Linked DNA regions of Sus scrofa: region 1 is linked to region 2. Evidence: chromatin contacts called from public Hi-C data. All regions are on one chromosome and are shown on one strand. The core of a region is the stretch at or near the end of the contact, and the rest is flanking DNA. Distances in the headings are between cores, read along the strand shown. Region 1 holds the start of SLC6A4 (sodium-dependent serotonin transporter). Region 2 holds the start of SSH2 (protein phosphatase Slingshot homolog 2).

Region 1 (3,982 bases), core at 118-2,617, 240 kb after region 2:
TAAGAGCCCCAAACCCCAACTGAAATAGAAATTCATTATGCAGAAGACCCAGGGCGAATAGAAATGTGCTTCTTAGTGCTCTGTAGCTCCAGACAGCCCTTTCAAAAGCCAATATGAATGTACACATTTTTCAAACAACTGATGGTCTCACGCTTCAACCATGTAAAACAGCTCGCTGGAGTTTGAGTTTCACATAAATTGTGAATGGCCTGTAGGATGACCGACTGAGCGTGCATCGGTTCTACCAGTGAAAACCACCCAAGCGCACGGAGACTCGTCCCACTTAAGTGTCATCCCGAGATTTCTCTAGGCATTTGGGCTTCTCGTCGGCCAAGACGCTCCCCGCAGGGACGCCTGCACAGAGTCCCCGGCACGCGATGGCGGTCAGAAAAGAGCAAACAAAAGCTACGGCTTGAAAGTAAAGCAACTTTCCCCCCAGCGCAGGACGGCACTTCGCCCGAGACCGTCTTGAAGGGCTTTCCCGGGCTGGACCCCCCGAAGGCCGGCCGCCGGGGCCGAGGGAGCCCTCGGAGCCGCCCGCCAGCCCGCGGTCCCCGCTGCCGACTCCCTGCGCGCCCGCCCTGCCAGAGCACGGCGCCCACCGCCCAGGTCCCCCCGCCAGTGCCCGGAGGGCCGCGCGGGAAGAAGTTCTGGAGAGAAGAAGGCATTAGAAGCCAGAAGGAAGGCGGACCCACCTGCCGGGAGTCCGCGAGGCTGGTTCCGGGCTTCCGACGCGGGCGACCCTCGCGCCCTCGAGGCACCGGGCGCCGCTGCCTGTGCCGGCGCCGGCGCCCGCGCGGCCGTATTTGTACTCTCGGCCCCTCACATGGTCTGATCTCTAGATATCCGCCGCCAAAGAGCTCTTGAAGAATTTTTGCGTCACTTTGAGCCACAGAAACTTTACGTTTCTCCGCAGGCGGCCGCTGCTCGGCGTTCCTCCTGGGGAGGGGGTGGGCGCGCTCAGCCGAGGTGGGAGGGGGGGCCCGGGGAGGTGATGGACACCCCCCTCCACACACACACACACACACACACACACACACACACACGCACGCACGCACGCGCGCCCTCGCTCCCCGGGAGGGACAGCGCTGAGAGAGCGAGCGAGCCGGGGGCGGTGAGGGGCGGCGAGGGGCGGGCAGCCGGCCGAGCGCCGCGGAGAATCCTAACCTCCGCGCTCGTTAACCTCGCGGGGGAGGGGCTGCTCCACCACCCACAGGTGTAGTTTCTCCCCAGCAGTGGCTCCCCAGATTTTACTTAGGTTTATAAGCGACTCAGTATCGCTTTCTCAGAGTGATCTCCCTTGGCCACTGACACCTCCCATCACCCGCATCCCGAATCCTGCCCTATTTTTCTTGCTAGGACTTAGCCCCTGGCTTTCGTCCGGCTCTACCGCTGGGACGTAAGCTCAGCCAGAAGGAATCTTCTCTAATGCCTCACCATCCCAGCTGCCTCCAATAGCGCCCAACCTAGAGGCTCACAGTCCATACTTGCAGAGAGAATGAATGAATGAAGAATTCTTTTCCATTTTGTGAATCAGACACAAGTTCTAACCGGTATCAGAACAGAGGGTACGGGGGGGGGGGGGAAGGTGGTGGAGGGTGATTTGGAAAACTACGTCCCCGGGGCGTCCGGCTGGTGGATGAAGTTCTTCGAGTATCTTCATTATCTGAAGAGGTTCAACAGGAGTCTATTGTGTTGGACCAGATGAAGATACTGCTTTGATAATTAAAAAAAAAAAAAAAAAACACATGTTTAAAGATGAACTTCATATTATCATATTTTCAGTAAAATTATTTTTTACACTTGAAAAGAACAGATGCAGTACGTGCTCTGGGATGTCCCTGAGGCTGAGCCGAGCGCGCTGACACACCCACTTCTCCCCGGAGAAGGCCGGAGTCTCAGCCACGCAGGAGGCAGAAGGGAAACAGGGACAAGTTTGAAGCGCCCGCCCGCGTAACTTGGATTGAATGTAACCCAGAAATCTGAGCTGGTACCCAGCTGAGTGAAGCCGGCGGTGTCCAGAGGGACTGAGTTGGAACAACTCTGTCCACCCCGCCGCCCCACTCCCCTCTGGCGTGGGCGGCGCCCCAACTCGGGAGTAATCAGAGTGAGGTTTAGGTGCCACCTAGACGCCAGGGTGGGCATTGCAAGGAACGCGGGGAGGGCTTCAGAGAGGGCTCTGGTGAGCTGGCTGGTGATTCCTGGGCAAACTTGGGAATTTCATCCTGTGGCCAGATCCCGGGGTGGCGGGGCCCACACTGGGCAGCGCCTCCCTTCAGATGAACCCAATGTGCAAGCGCTGTGTGAACAAGGGGCACTTAAGGTGAGGTTCTGAGGAGGCGGCGGGAGGCAGCAGGCAGCGCGTGACTCCAGCCCTTGGCTAAGGCTCTTGTCTCCACTCAGTCCGCCCTGCACGTTGGCTCACCACGACTTTTTAACACCACAGTCTCACTAACCGTTCACCCCTCCTGGCCTTCTTTCTAGATCCTACTACCCATTCCTGCCCAGCCACTCGGCCCCTCTCAGGACTGCTTTCTTTGGTGCTGTGCTGCCCTAGCAAGTAAGCCTCCCAGGGACCTCTGGCTCCCTTCACAGGGATCATAATAATGGTGGGCACTGCCCAGCTGTGGGGAGAGAAGGAGCTGATGTGTCCAGGAGCATCGGTGCCCTCTCCTCCCCAGGGAGACTTCTCACCCACCCTCTCTCTCCCACCTTGAACCACCCCAGGCCAGTCTTCTCCTCTCTTGCTTGCTGGCTGAGGGGTGCAATCAGAAAAGAACACTGCAATTACACAGGCTGGACTTCTCCCTCCTTCCTCACTGCCTCCCTGACACAACCCGTGCAAAGCTGTTGCAGACAGTTCATCTCTCTACACACGTGCTTTCTCTTCTTTTTGTCCCTGTGGGTGTCATCCTAGAGACCACTTGGCCTCAGCTGCCCCACCTTCACCTCAACAAATCCAGCCTCTTTTCTCCCTAAAGCGAACCCTTCCCTGCCTTGTTCCCCACGCTCATGCCACAAGTGCCCTCCCTCCAGCATCATCCCGACTCCCTCCCTTCCAGAGTTCTAGCACCCTCTCCCCACTGCCTGTGGGGCTCCACTTGACTGCCCCTTCTCACCTCCTGACCAGGGTGAGTGGAGAGATGTCACCCAGTGCCCAAGAAAAGGGAGCCCAGCACCCTTCCCAGCTGCCCGCCTCCATCATCGCCCCTTCATGACCTGAGCACCTGCTTCCTGCCAGGCCCTGCGGAAGACACAACTTCTGCCCTTGGGGGTCAGGGAGAGGGGCTGGAGGGCAGTCAGGAGCCTTGAGTGGGAGAGGCGTGGGGAAGGCAGTGTTTCAGGCGAGGGTCAACATGGGCTAGAGTCACAGTGGGGGAGGGGGTGGCAGGACGCCCACAGGCTCCTTAGACAGTGAGTGCAGGTGTGAGGTGGGTGTGACTACAGGTGTGACTACAGGTGTGAGGTAGGTGTGAGGCAGGCACCAGGGCACCCAGGGGAGAGAAGGGAGCTGGAAACCGGAAGGAGAACCTGTGGGGCTCCTGGCTGGCTGGTGTCCGGGGAAAGTGGGTGCATTTGTCAAAAATACTGTGAACCTGGGTGACTGTACCAAGAGACATGGCAGGGATCATGGGTCAACAGGAATTTCTTTGTTCCACTGGCTCTGGCTCAGAAGTAGCAGGGCCTCTGGCCTGCTATGAGGCTGCAGAATAAACACAGTCTCACTTTGAGACATAAAGAGCACATTTAAATAGGACCACCTCCTCCCCAACCCTCCCCCCTCATCGCACACAGACCCTGCCACCAAGACGCACTTCCCAGGGCCTCTCAAGGCCCAGCAATGGTTCCCCTGCAGAGCCAGGCCAGGACACACCGTGTCAGTCACAATAATGGAAGACAGCGCTGCCTTGCTTGTGGGCTCTTCCTCCGTATTCCAGTGCCAGAGTGTCTCCCGGCACCTCCCCACCTTTTTCCCGGGACA
Region 2 (4,344 bases), core at 980-3,479:
GAAATATGTCATTCAGTTCAACAACTGAGCCTACCACATGATCAATTTAATTACCTGTGTCAAAAAGTATCTATTAACATACCTCTAAAATAACCAAGTTTTGACTAATTAAGTCTTATTAAGTAGATACGGTATTACTATACACTAAACATTCACTTCCAGAAAATTAGTATGATAACATGAAATACATATATAATTATTATAGTATAAACTATTTTCAACAATGCCCAGGGAAAATTATGTCACTATAATACTGGTTCCTGGCTTACCTGCACAACTCAACTAAACTTCAGTTGCTTTCTCAGCCAAAATCAGGCCCAAACCCAAAAGGTAGAGCGAATTAAGATGGTCTGATGGTATTTTAATGACTTTCTAAAAACTAGCATATAAGAATAAAGTATATTGAATTTACATCCCTGATACTTGTCTTCAGAGGACCCTTAAATATTTCACTAGCTTTCACGTGCAGTTATTCTCAAATCACATAATCCTAAAAGTTGCAAAGAGCCTTAGAAGGCCCCCCCACCGCAGGAATTCTTTTTACCAACTCCTAGGCAAAAGGTCCTCCAGCCTTTGCTTTCAGCAATGGGCACTATTTTGCAAGACAGTCCACTCCACTGTTTGAAAATTCCTCCTTACAATGACTGGAAATCTGCCTCCTTGAACTTCTCTATCCAAGGATCTTAGCTAGTTCTGCTTTCTGGAAACAATACAAGGTAAGGTAATCTATGAAGTATAATCACCTATAGAATTAGGATACAGCTGCCAATTTGGCCACACAAAGTGCAAAAACTAGCACAAGAGAAAAAGAAACCAGCACCATACACAATAAAAATTTGAAATTCAGGAAACTATGTTGAAATTACAAACCAGGTTATTTTCAAGATATCAAAGTTCACACCTCACTTAAAATATAAATATTTAGATTAAGCAGAATTTTTACAGTGGAAGGTGGTACAGTGTTTACTGAATGCCTTTTTGCAAGTTGAAACCACTAAATCCACCAACACAGCTTTAAAAATTACAGTTCTGTAGGAAATTCAAAATGGTTTTTCCAATTGTTCATACATTCATTCGATCTTTTCCTTCTAAAACATCTGGATTTTTTTTTTTTTTTAAGATCCTATTTCGCCCCACTGGTGCAATATTTTATTTGAAAAACTAAACATTTGGGGGGGGGAGCCTAAAAGAATGGAGTGTATAGGAGTGGGGGTGGGGCGAGGAACCAAGGCTTAGAAGGGCCCAGCAGGAAAAGGCTGGTTACTGGGTATTTTCCTTCTGGAAGCACGCTTCACTGGCATAGGCATGTGAAGTAACGAGCCGTACACACGACCCAAGAACAAGAACGATCATGAGCAGCTGAGTGTAAGGCATAAATGTCTGTAAGATGTAAATGAATTGGCACTGGTCATCAAGCAGCGCCAGATGCTTTGGGACCTTGTAGGGGAAAGGTAAGAGATCCAAGGAGCAGAGACCGCGGCCACCCTTTGGAGGAGGCGAAGAAGGGAAGAAACCGAGGAGTAACTACCGTTCAGCAGTCCAATGAAGCCCGAACGGACAGAGCACAAGAAGGACAGCAAGGGACCAGGGGGAAAGCAGACACCCGGAGAGCCCGGAGAAGGGCGTGCAATGTGCGAATATTGAACGGGTCCACGAATTGGGTGTGGGTAAGGGGATGTGGGTGTGTGTTAGGGGCAACGATGGAGTCCCAGGGTCCTCTCCCTGCAGCGGAGCAACGGAGGGTGAAGGAAGGGGGAGGGCGAAAAGCAAGAATGACTCATTCCCGAAAGGAAGTGCTCAAGCCAGAGGAAGGCATGCCACAGGGGGGTTCGGGGCGAGGACTGTGAGGCGCCAGGTGCCCGGAGTGATGGGGGCACAAATCAACGTCCTGTAGTTCCCGCAGCTCGTCTTTAAGATGGGGGTGTGGGGGGGTTCGCGGCAGCCGAGTGCCAAGGCCTGGGAAGCGGCGCGGCGCGTGCGCAGTGGCGCTCGGCGGGACCCGCTGAGGCAAAGCGGAGCCGCAGTGACAGAAGCGAGCGGAGCGGCCGCCGGGAGGGACTCACCGAGGCGCAGGGGCTGGAGGTAGTGCTGGGGGTAGGCGACCGCTGGACCGTGACCAAAGCCATCTAGGCGCTGCTGGGCTGTTCCGGGCAGGGCATTCTTGTCCTGAGTGTGGGGGGCGGGAGGGTGACGGAGCCGGGATGGGGCAAGGGGTGTGGGGAAGGGGTGAGGGGAACGGGGAGGAGGACGAGGCCGCGGGAACGGCCGCAGGCTCCGCACCCACCACCGGACTCTCAAGACTGACGCGCCGAACGGGCAGCTGGCGGGCGGGCGGGCGGGCGGTTCGGCAGCTGCGGGGCACAATGAGCGCTCCCAGTGCGCAGGCGCCACCTGTCAGCAACCGCCTCTCCCCTCGGCGCGCGCCGCCGCCTCGCCGTAACCCTTGAGTTGCCGGAAGCCGGCCGGGTGTGTGCGCCTCGGGCCGCCGCCCCCTCCCGGGTTTCCTCCTGGGCTCTGGAATCGTGCAGTTTGGCCGTGCTGGGGGCTGGGGCTTGCGATGGGAGGCGGGGCGTAGGGGCTTGGGGCGTCTCTCGGGTCCCCACGCCTGAGGGATAACCGTTTTCTGAGGTGGGGCGCAGAGCCTAACCCACCTTAGTGAAAAGAAACTGAGGTGAAAAGCCTGAGGCAAACAAGTTTCCTGGTGGGAAAGGGCGCCGCGGGGTTTGAAACGCTTTCCCCGTGCGTGGGTGGGACTTACTGGGCTAGAGACTTTCCCTTTGACCCCGGCTCTCGGGGGATTTTTCTGAGCTTTTCCACCCTTCCGTCTCCGAGTCTGTGTTTTATGATGAGACTTTTTGAAAGGAAGATTTTAAAATTTAATACCTCGGGAGTCTTCCTCTATTTCCTTGGCCCGTGTCTAAGGACTCCTTCATTATTCTCGAGATGCAGAGAGGCTGAGCGAACCCGGGAGGCCGAGAAAGCTGGGCTCACAGACTTGTAAGGGTCCAACCGGCTATTTACCTCCCACTTGCTTTTTGCTGGAAGAAATTCTCTTAACTAGGATTTGCTCGTTGAGGTTTCCTCTCCTTCGTCTCTGGATGCCATTATTTCATAGACGTATGTGAAATGCCGAGATTAAGTATTTTAAAGAAATAGTTTTCTAAACGATAAATCATCAGTTGAACATAAGCCAACAATGTAATGAAAAATCGACATTAAAGGGGGGGTGGAAATGGCACTATGCAAATACTACTGATTGATTTCACAGAGAAAGAGAGTTGACAAAGCTATTTCTCAATTTGAGTGGATGTGCTGGTACATACTACCATATATATTAAAGCTGTAAAAACACATTCAGGAACTTGCAGTTATTAACCTACCACCTCCTGTTTGTCACTCAAACTCTCTTGGATCTTACTGCTTCTTGTAAACTGACAGAGCTGTCAGGAGCTCTTTCTGGCCACTGTATGGTTAAGTGCCACTAGAGCCCTCTGTGCTGAGCCTTTGTTCTCTCTCTGGGGCCCTGTGGTTGAAATAATTAGCAGGGAGGTTCCATCAAGAATCAGACACTGAGGGTCCCTGTACTGTACAGTCTTCCGTGGAATGTACTGCAGAGAAGCCAGCTGGTAGGCTTTTGCCCCCTGGTGGTGGTCAAGAGAGCCTGAGAGACAAAATTAAACAAAGCTGTATGGTTCACAATTAAACAATCTTGTGTTTTTCTCAGAGCTACTTAGTAAACAGGAAAAGAGAAGACAAAGTTCAGAATGAGAACTTTGAACCAAAGCTTTGGAAATCAAACAGGAAGCTATATTGCATAGGCAAAAAATATACATAGCTGAAAGCTGAATGAATTCAAATAAATGAAGTGTGGTTTATAAACCAAAGCATTATTCTAGATTATTCAAATCAATAGGTCTTAGTAATGTACTTATATGTTAGTTTTCTTACTGACTCAGGGACAGAAACACTGATTATATCTACTTTTGTGTAGCAACATAATCATAAATTCTTTTGGAAGATGAGAGACTTAATTCTATTAATCTTACAGTGGGAAAGAGCATTGCCCTAGGAATCAGAGACTTGGCTTCTAGTTCCAGCTCTGTAAAACCTCGAGCAAATGGTTTAAACTTTTTGAGCTTTAGCTTCTTCATTTCTGCAATGGAGCTCTAAGTCACAGTATCCTTGTGCTCAAATGAGATAATGTATGTAGTAAAGTGCAGTGTAAACCATAAAGCCCTGCATGTAACTAAGATAACTTTATTATTCTCTGAAGTTTGTCCCAAGTTCAGTCAGATTTTGCTAGTGTACCCTATGTGTAGAAAATAGCATCAAGCAAAAATGGGA

Evidence for each region. A called contact is a pair of places that touch in the nucleus more often than the background predicts.
Region 1: a contact with region 2 is called in a Hi-C map of embryonic fibroblasts, with 2.3 times the contacts expected there. The contact joins the promoter of SLC6A4 here to the promoter of SSH2 in region 2. A contact is called at or near these places in 2 of 47 Hi-C or Micro-C datasets (embryonic fibroblasts and epiblast stem cells) and 1 of 2 datasets of contacts at active chromatin or transcription factors (alveolar macrophages).

Annotation. Positions count from the first base shown.
Region 1 is chr12:46,327,010-46,330,991 of Sscrofa11.1, forward strand. SLC6A4 (sodium-dependent serotonin transporter) reads right to left here and starts at 1,368. Exons shown (of 14, transcript XM_021067521.1): 1 at 696-1,368.
Region 2 is chr12:46,083,491-46,087,834 of Sscrofa11.1, forward strand. SSH2 (protein phosphatase Slingshot homolog 2) reads right to left here and starts at 2,230. Exons shown (of 20, transcript XM_021067518.1): 1 at 2,064-2,230. The coding sequence starts at 2,126. It overlaps EFCAB5 (EF-hand calcium-binding domain-containing protein 5), which reads left to right and starts at 1,725. Exons shown (of 24, transcript XM_013981195.2): 1 at 1,725-2,082.